2 separate regions of the Xenopus laevis genome follow, and region 2 is linked to region 1. The links are chromatin contacts, called in public Hi-C maps. All regions are on one chromosome and are shown on one strand. Each heading gives the region's core, a stretch centred on a gene start, on an enhancer-like site or on the middle of the called end of the contact. The rest is flanking DNA. Distances are from core to core; before and after follow the strand shown.

What was found. A called contact is a pair of places that touch in the nucleus more often than the background predicts.
Region 2: a contact with region 1 is called in a Hi-C map of the XL177 cell line, with 7 times the contacts expected there. The contact joins the enhancer-like site here to the promoter of stx1a.L in region 1. A contact is called at or near these places in 2 of 4 Hi-C or Micro-C datasets (the XL177 cell line and the XTC cell line).

The regions. Positions count from the first base shown.
Region 1 is chr2L:41,775,173-41,779,068 of Xenopus_laevis_v10.1, reverse strand. stx1a.L (syntaxin-1A) reads right to left here and starts at 2,155. Exons shown (of 10, transcript XM_018246182.2): 1 at 1,610-2,155. The coding sequence starts at 1,639.
Region 2 is chr2L:41,873,203-41,877,107 of Xenopus_laevis_v10.1, reverse strand. No RefSeq gene overlaps it. Among protein-coding and RNA genes, the nearest start is that of bud23.L, 13 kb to the left of the region's middle. Within about 2 kb of position 1,282, at least 1 of the 7 cell types and tissues checked has an H3K27ac peak or open chromatin away from gene starts, as enhancers often do.

The DNA.
Region 1 (3,896 bases), core at 906-3,405:
TACAATGCCACACCTTGGTAGTGTCAGGGAGAAACATACAGCAAGAGGAATACAATCTATGCCGCAGTTCTGAATTCGAAAAGGAAAGTACAGCAAACAGTGCTACGAGCAGATTTAGTGTTGTATTTGTGTTCCACCCACCATTATCTCCTACAGACAGATAGGGACTTTAAGAGCAACAATGTGTGCAGCAAATCTCCTCAACATTTTTCTGTCCTCCCTATTTATTTGATGCATTGTGGGTTCAGCAAAACAAATGAACAGCTGCACTACTAGTTATTTTTTTGGTATTGGTCAGACCACTAAGTGAAAATTGCAGTCTCTGATTTGCTAAAGAATCATTTACCCAGTGTAAATGGGATTCAGGGACATGTAGTTCAGAGCCGTACTTTGAGATTCTTGTTTTGGCACCTACAGGGTTAAATATGCCTGACCTGAAGGCTTTAAACCAATAAAATCCAGTTTAATAATAATAATAATAAAAAAAAAAAAAATATATATATATATATATATATATATATATATATATATATATATAATGAAGATGATATCATATCATCCAGTGTAATTCTTACAGGCATCAGCAGAAGGGAAACGGGGAAATGATTGCAATTATCTCTGTTTTGATGTTTTTGCTTTATGGGAGACTCATGATAAAAAAGTCATTTTGTATTCAGGGCACATTTGTTTGTATCTATTGAGCTGTCCAGCAGCATTAAAGCCACACGGTGCATCAGAGACAGAAATGTCCTCAGTGCTGTACATGCAGATAACGCCCTTCTGCAGGGACGCTTAGTGCAGCCCCCCTGGCGGAATACCTATAGGGAGTCAATATAACAGCAGGGTCTTTGGTATTAGCAGCACTAATGCAACAAGTATATTATCCAAACTGTCAGACGACAGCTGTAAAACTAATACTCCCTGCATCCCCCAACTACTATAACTACTCCCTGCATCCCCTTACAGACAGATGCCATTTGGCAGATGCCTGACCTTGTAGCTGACCACTCCTCTGAAGGGCCACAGGTTGGTCACCCCTAATCTAATAGGTCACAGATTGGTCACCCCCCCATCTCTGTAAAGCCACAGATTGGTCACCCCCCATCTCTGAAAAGCCACAGATCGGTCACCCCTCATCTCTGTAAAGCCACAGATTGGTCACCCCCCCATCTCTGAAAAGCCACAGATCGGTCACCCCTCATCTCTGTAAAGCCACAGATTGGTCACCCCCCCATCTCTGAAAAGCCACAGATTGGTCACCCTTCATCTCTGTAAAGCCACAGATTGGTCACCCCCCATCTCTGAAAAGCCACAGATCGGTCACCCCTCATCTCTGTAAAGCCACAGATTGGTCACCCCCATCTCTGAAAAGCCACAGATTGGTCACCCCCCATCTCTGAAAAGCCACAGATCGGTCACCCCTCATCTCTGTAAAGCCACAGATTGGTCACCCCCCCATCTCTGAAAACCAATAGATTGGTCACCCCTCATCTCTGTAAAGCCACAGATTGGTCACCCCTCATCTCTGTAAAGCCACAGATTGGCCACCCCTCATTTCTGAAGGGCCACAGATTGGCCACCACCCCCCCAAAGTAAATGTTATACTCACAGCACGTAGCTCTCGGGTCCGATCCTTCATTCTGATCCCAAGCAGAAGCCCACGGGGCCACAGAAAAATATGGACAGATGTCTCACTGGCTTCTCCCAAACACTCGCCGGATACAGGGTCTCGCTCAATGTGTCATAGGGGCAGACTGTCTGGAACACATAGGTGTCTGCCTGCAACTTGTCTGGGAAAGAAGCTCTGCCTGATCTCTACCCTTTTAGCGGGTAGCGGGTTGCCCCCGTCCCCTGAATAAAGATGTGTGCAAATACACAGCACTCATATACACAGCTCAGATGGACCTGTTAGCACACAGGAGTTCAGATGCCTTTTACAGATTCTGTACCAGCCATACATGCACCTGCAGCTTCTCCTTATTGTTGCAGCTTCTTTCCCCACTGATGTAGCTAAGTGCAGACAGCAGCGTTCAGCATCCCTGCTATACTACTTCCCTGTCTCCTTGCTGGAATCACTGCCCCTGCTCCTGCCTTCCTCCCAAATCTGCTCTGCACAGTCCCCAGCTGTGCTTACATCCTCCCCTATCTCCCTCTCTCAGCCGGGGATTGTGGGAGTGGGCGGGCAGCACACAGGCTCTTGTTGATGTTTAACCCCTTTCTCACCCGGGATCAGTCGTACTGTATCTGTTCTTGCTCACGCATCACTCAGTATGGGGATTTACACTTGTCCCTGCTTTAAAAAAAAAAAATTGTCAATTGAACATCCATTTAAAAGCATATGCACTGTGGCTGCTGTATACACAACACTAATGACTGCAACAGGTAAACAGCCCTCCTGTGAATTTGGCTATGTCAATATCCCCCAGGCACCAGCCATTATACTGTAATGCAGAACAGTGAGAGGGGAGGGAATCATTGTACTACTGGCTACAACGGCAAATACTCAAGTTGCACAAGCGCTGTAAATATTATTTAGCATTTGTTCCTGCAGTTGTTATTTATAAGCAATGACAGACCAGGACACAAATTATGCATTTCTGCTTTATTTACCCTTTGTGCTTGGAAAGTGACAGTTTCAAGTCAGTATATAATAAAATATTTGCCCCTAGATTGTAAAGATTTATGGGCAGGGCACTGCCACCTCTTGTCTGGATACTTCCCATTCAGTGTCGGACTGGGATGCCAAGGGCCCACCAGAAAACTTTAGACTGTGGGCCCACTTTCCAATCTATTATTCTTCTTCTCCACACTCAACCTCTTTATTCCCCCTTTTATATCTTCTTACTATATTCTTCCATTATTACACTTTTTGTTTTCCATAAAGAAATAGGGAATGACCATGAAATAGGCTAAATTGTTAGAAGCAAGAGGGTCCACTGACACCTTGGCCCACCGGAAGTTTTCCTGGTATCCAGGTGGGCCAGTCCAACACTGTTCCCATTTAATTATAATGATAATAAATAATGCATTTCTGCTTTTTGTACCATTTGTTTTTGGAAAGTTACAGTTTCAAGTCAGTATATGATAAGATATTTGCCCCTGGATTGTAAGGATCTATGGGCAGCGCACTACCACCTCTTGTCTGGGTACTTCCAATTTAATTATAATGATAATAAATTATTCATTTCTGCTTTAGTTACCATTTGTTTGTGGAAAGTGACAGTTTCAAGTCGGTATATGATAAGATATTTGCCCCTGGATTTTAAGGACTTATGGGAAGGGCACTACCACCTCCCAGGCCCGGACTGGCAATCTGTGGGTTCTGGCAAATGCCAGAGGGGCTGCTATAAGGTCCCATAGAAAGTCAGTATTTATTGGGCTGGTGGGGGCTGTTTGGGCCTCTATGTGGGCTGATTGGGCCTCTGTGTACCTGAAATGCCAGGGCCTATTTTAATTCTCAGTCCGGTCCTGCCACCTCCTGTCGGGGTACTTCCCATTTAATTATAATAAATTATTAATTTCTGCTATAATTACCATTTGTTTTTGGAAAGTGACAGTTTCAAGTCAGGATATGATAAGATATTTGCCCCTGGATTTTAAGTACTTATGGGCAGGGTACTACCACCTCATGTCTGGGTCCTTCCCATTTAATTATAATGATAATAAATGATGCATTTCTGCTTTATTTGCTGTTTGTTTTGGTAAAGTGACCGTTTCAAGTCAGTATAAGATTAGATATTTGCCAGACTGCTAGAAAAATAAAACAGATTTAGACTACACGTGGCCAAAATGGAAAACTTACATTTAAATTCATGTTTACATCATTGATATCGAAAAGCTGGCGAGTTTATGTAGAAGTCAATGGCAGCTGAGTCTTCAATTTTAAAAATCTTAGA
Region 2 (3,905 bases), core at 33-2,532, 99 kb before region 1:
CAAAAAGTGTCACATAAACATTAAATAATGGTTGGTGCACCTTTTTTTTCTCTATACAGCCTTTAGCCAAATTGTTATCCACGTTTTGGAGTAAAAATGAGTCGGACGAATGGGGTTTTATCCAAGCAACTGTGTCCTAAGAGCTCACTCAAATAACCCATTTCAGTGCTAACAAAAGAACTGCCTTTTGCACAAATTCTGCATGTAGAGACATGATGTCTGGTGATTTCATTAGGCTGAAGCTTATATTAAATTTTCATTTTCGCAATAGTTCCCCTTTAAGAAAGATATTGCCAGGCTGAAGCCAGGAAGACTTCCCCCCCCTCCCTTTGTGGCGATTCCATAAAGGGTTTCCTTTTTGCCTTTCTCTGGATAATCAGCTAGCTTATGGGAATGGCAATTATTATTAATCAGTTATTTGTGTTCTAACATATGTAATATCTTACTGTATTATAGAAAGGGTTGTCTAATAAATATTTTGTGCTAAACTTTAACCTCCTTGCAGCTCCACCGGGGCAGTCAATCTGGTTGGAATTTCCTTTGCCTTCCTCTGGATCGGTATTATTATTTCCTGAGGGAATTTTAATAAAGGGAAAGGCTTGATAGGCATTTTCGGACTAGCAGGGTATTTGCCCAGCTGATATGACCCATGGGGGGATTGTTTTTTAAACAAACCCGATTCTGAAGAACAATTGAAAAGTTACTTAGAATTGGCCATTCTCTAACATACTAAAAGTTAACTCAAAGTGAACCCTCCCTTTAAAAAAAGAAATCAAGAAACATAATGCACCGTCTCTTTCAATTCATCTGTTCGCTGCTTTTTTATTCATTAATTCTCAAGGTCTGGGTGCTGCATATGGATTGGACTCTTCACCTTTTCTTTTTTGTTCCATATACAGGAATATGTTCTTTGCCTCGATGTTGGGAGGATCAGTCCATTGTGTTTTTGAAGCCATGGGGTAGGACTACACGGCCAACTTGGATGCGTTATCATCTGATCCGACGCTGGGCGTTTTGTCACCCAGCATCAGATTCCGACAAAAACGCATCCAAGTCGGCCATGTAGTCCTACCCTTAATATACTGCATATGGGTTTAAGTCTGTGAAAGCTTTGGATAACTGTATCACTTTTATACCACCTTTTTGTTATTTTTTTTAATCATAGCAGTGTGACATGTAAAGCTTCAGTATGGCCACATGATGGCACTTTTCTCCCATCAATAGGGAGCCGGCGACAGCACTGGACTGCAACTGCAGGAAAGCTTTGGACCCCTATGGAGAAAATCTCTTAAGCAGCAGGGCCTCTGTGATCCACTTTCTGCGCCCAAACTGTACTACAGACCCGCTGATGCACTTCTCTTACGGGATGCCGGCTTCTTAAAGGAACAGTAACATCAAAAAAATTTTTTTTTTAAACTAATACAAATATAATAGTGTTGTCCTGCACTGGTAAAACTGTGGTGTTTGCTTCAGAACACTACTATTGTTTATATAAATAAGCTGCTGTGTAGCAATGGGGGCAGCCATTCAAAGGAGAAAAGGCTCAGGTTACACAGCAGATAAGTTCTGTAGACGGTGGCGTAACTAGATATTACTGGGCCCCATAGCAAATTATTTTTCAGGCCCCCAAAATGTTTAGAGGTTGACTTGTCTTACTAATATTTATAGAAATCGTATATGAATTATGGCCTCATGGGGCCCCTATATCTCCTGAACCCCCCTGCAGCCGCAGGGTCTGATTCTTCTATAGTTACACCCCTGTCTGTAGAGCATTCAGGCCCTATTTGTGGAAAGGCCACCTGGGCCTAGGGCGGCAGGATTTTAGGGGGCAGCATGCCAACGACACTCACATTGGTTCAGAAACACCGGGGATGCATTGGAGATACAATAGATGTTTAAATTTTCTAAGCGCATTGCTCCCCAATGATGAAAATTTGTGTGAATAAAGGGGAGGGGACAGGGGCGATGAACAGCAGTAGGTCTAGGGGCGTCCGCTATGTAAATCTGGCACTGAGAACATAATGTTATCTGTTATCCACTATTTAACCTGTGTCATATAGCCTTTTTTTCAATTTCTGCCATTGCTACACAGCAGCTTGTTTATATGAACTATAGTAGTGTTTCTGAAGCACACAGATCAGTTTTACCAGTGCAGGGCAACACTACATGATATTTTCATTACTTTAAAACATTTCTAGGTTTTACTGTTTCTTTAAAATAGCAGACAGAAACATGGAGACATTACCGACTAGATGAATAATTGGACCTGCAGATCATTGCTGAGTAACAGCACCGAACTCCATATAAATCATTCCATGTATTTCTTTGTGATAAAGTCGCTGTACAAAGACTCGGCAGTTTGTCATAAATTGGGACAGAGCCACAGACACAGCTGCACAGATTCACTCTGGAGCAGCCCATCTTCTGGAAAGGGTGCAGCTAGTAATGATATTGTATTAAAATGTCTATAGCAGAAAATTGTAATTAGGCAGGAGATGATATGTATGGGCAAGCCAAAAGACCATTATATAACAAGCTGCAGCAAAGGACAAGTAAAACTAACAAAAAATATAAACTGGATTAAGGTCCCAGTTGTTTTACATATATCATATCGTAAAAGCATGTTTCTTTGAATGGTTTTGACCATTATGTGCAGAGGAGTAACTACAGAGGAAGCAGACCCTGCGGTTGCAGGGGGGTATAAGGGGCCCCATGAGGCCCTAATTTATGAGCAATTTCAATATACATTGTTAAACAGGACAACCTCTTTATTTATTTTTGGGGGGGGGCCTAAAATTAATTTGCTGTGGGGCCCAGTAACATCTAGTTACACCACTGGTTATGTGAGTTTGCAAGTATTTAGTATATTCAGGCCGCTTTTTGCAACATAAGGCGCTTTTAAATCACTGCAGAGATCTTAGGAAAAACATCACAGCGTCTGCTTCCTGTTTATTTAACCCTTTAACTGCCATAGAATCTGCAGCACCAGCATACGCCGTCATCACCGATTCTACGCAACTGCCAGGCTGCCCTGTCACCTGTGCCATGTATACTGACAGCAAGATTCAGAGTGATCCTAGCACAGAAAGGGTTACATGGCCAAGGTGCTGGATCTGTTATGTTGTCAGAAATTTGTATCATTCATTCCCCATCTGACAGTGTCCGCATCTGTCATACGTAGCAAGTGTCCCATTAACCTGCATGAGAAAGGCTGCTAGTGGAGAAGGACATCTCGACTCCCTAAAGCTAGGTACAAACAAAGGTGTCAGCAAGATCACCAAATTTTATAGGGGTTGTTCACCTTGGAGTTAACTTTTAGTATGACGTAGAGTGATATTCTGAGGCAATTTTCAATTGTTATTTTCTATTATCTGTTGTTTTTGAGTTATTTGGCTTTTTATTCAGCAGCTTTCCAGTTTGCAATTTCAGCCATCTGGTTGCTAGGGTACAAAAAATTAGCCTAGCAACCGTGCATCAATTTGAATAAGAGACTGGAATGTAAATAGTAGAGGGCTGAATAGAAATATGAGTAATAAAACGTAGCAATAACAATACATATGTTGCCTCAAAGAGCAGTTGTTTTTTAGCTGGAAAGCTGGAGAGAGTCAGAAGAAAAGGGGGAATAATTACAAAGCAAAAAATAAAAAGTGACAGCCAATTGAAAAGTTGCTTAGAATTAGTCATTCTATAACATATTAAACGTTAATTTAAAGGTGAGCCACCCCTCTAAGAGCAGGGGGTATTAAACTCATTTCAGTCGCCCCTTTTTGCACAACCACATAAACACATGCTTGAGACACTGCAGAACACAATATGGGCTGGCTCTAGACATAACATTTTTAGCATGGTGAATGTAATGTATTTCATATCACCGGCACACAGGCTAATGTACAAAGTACGGTTTC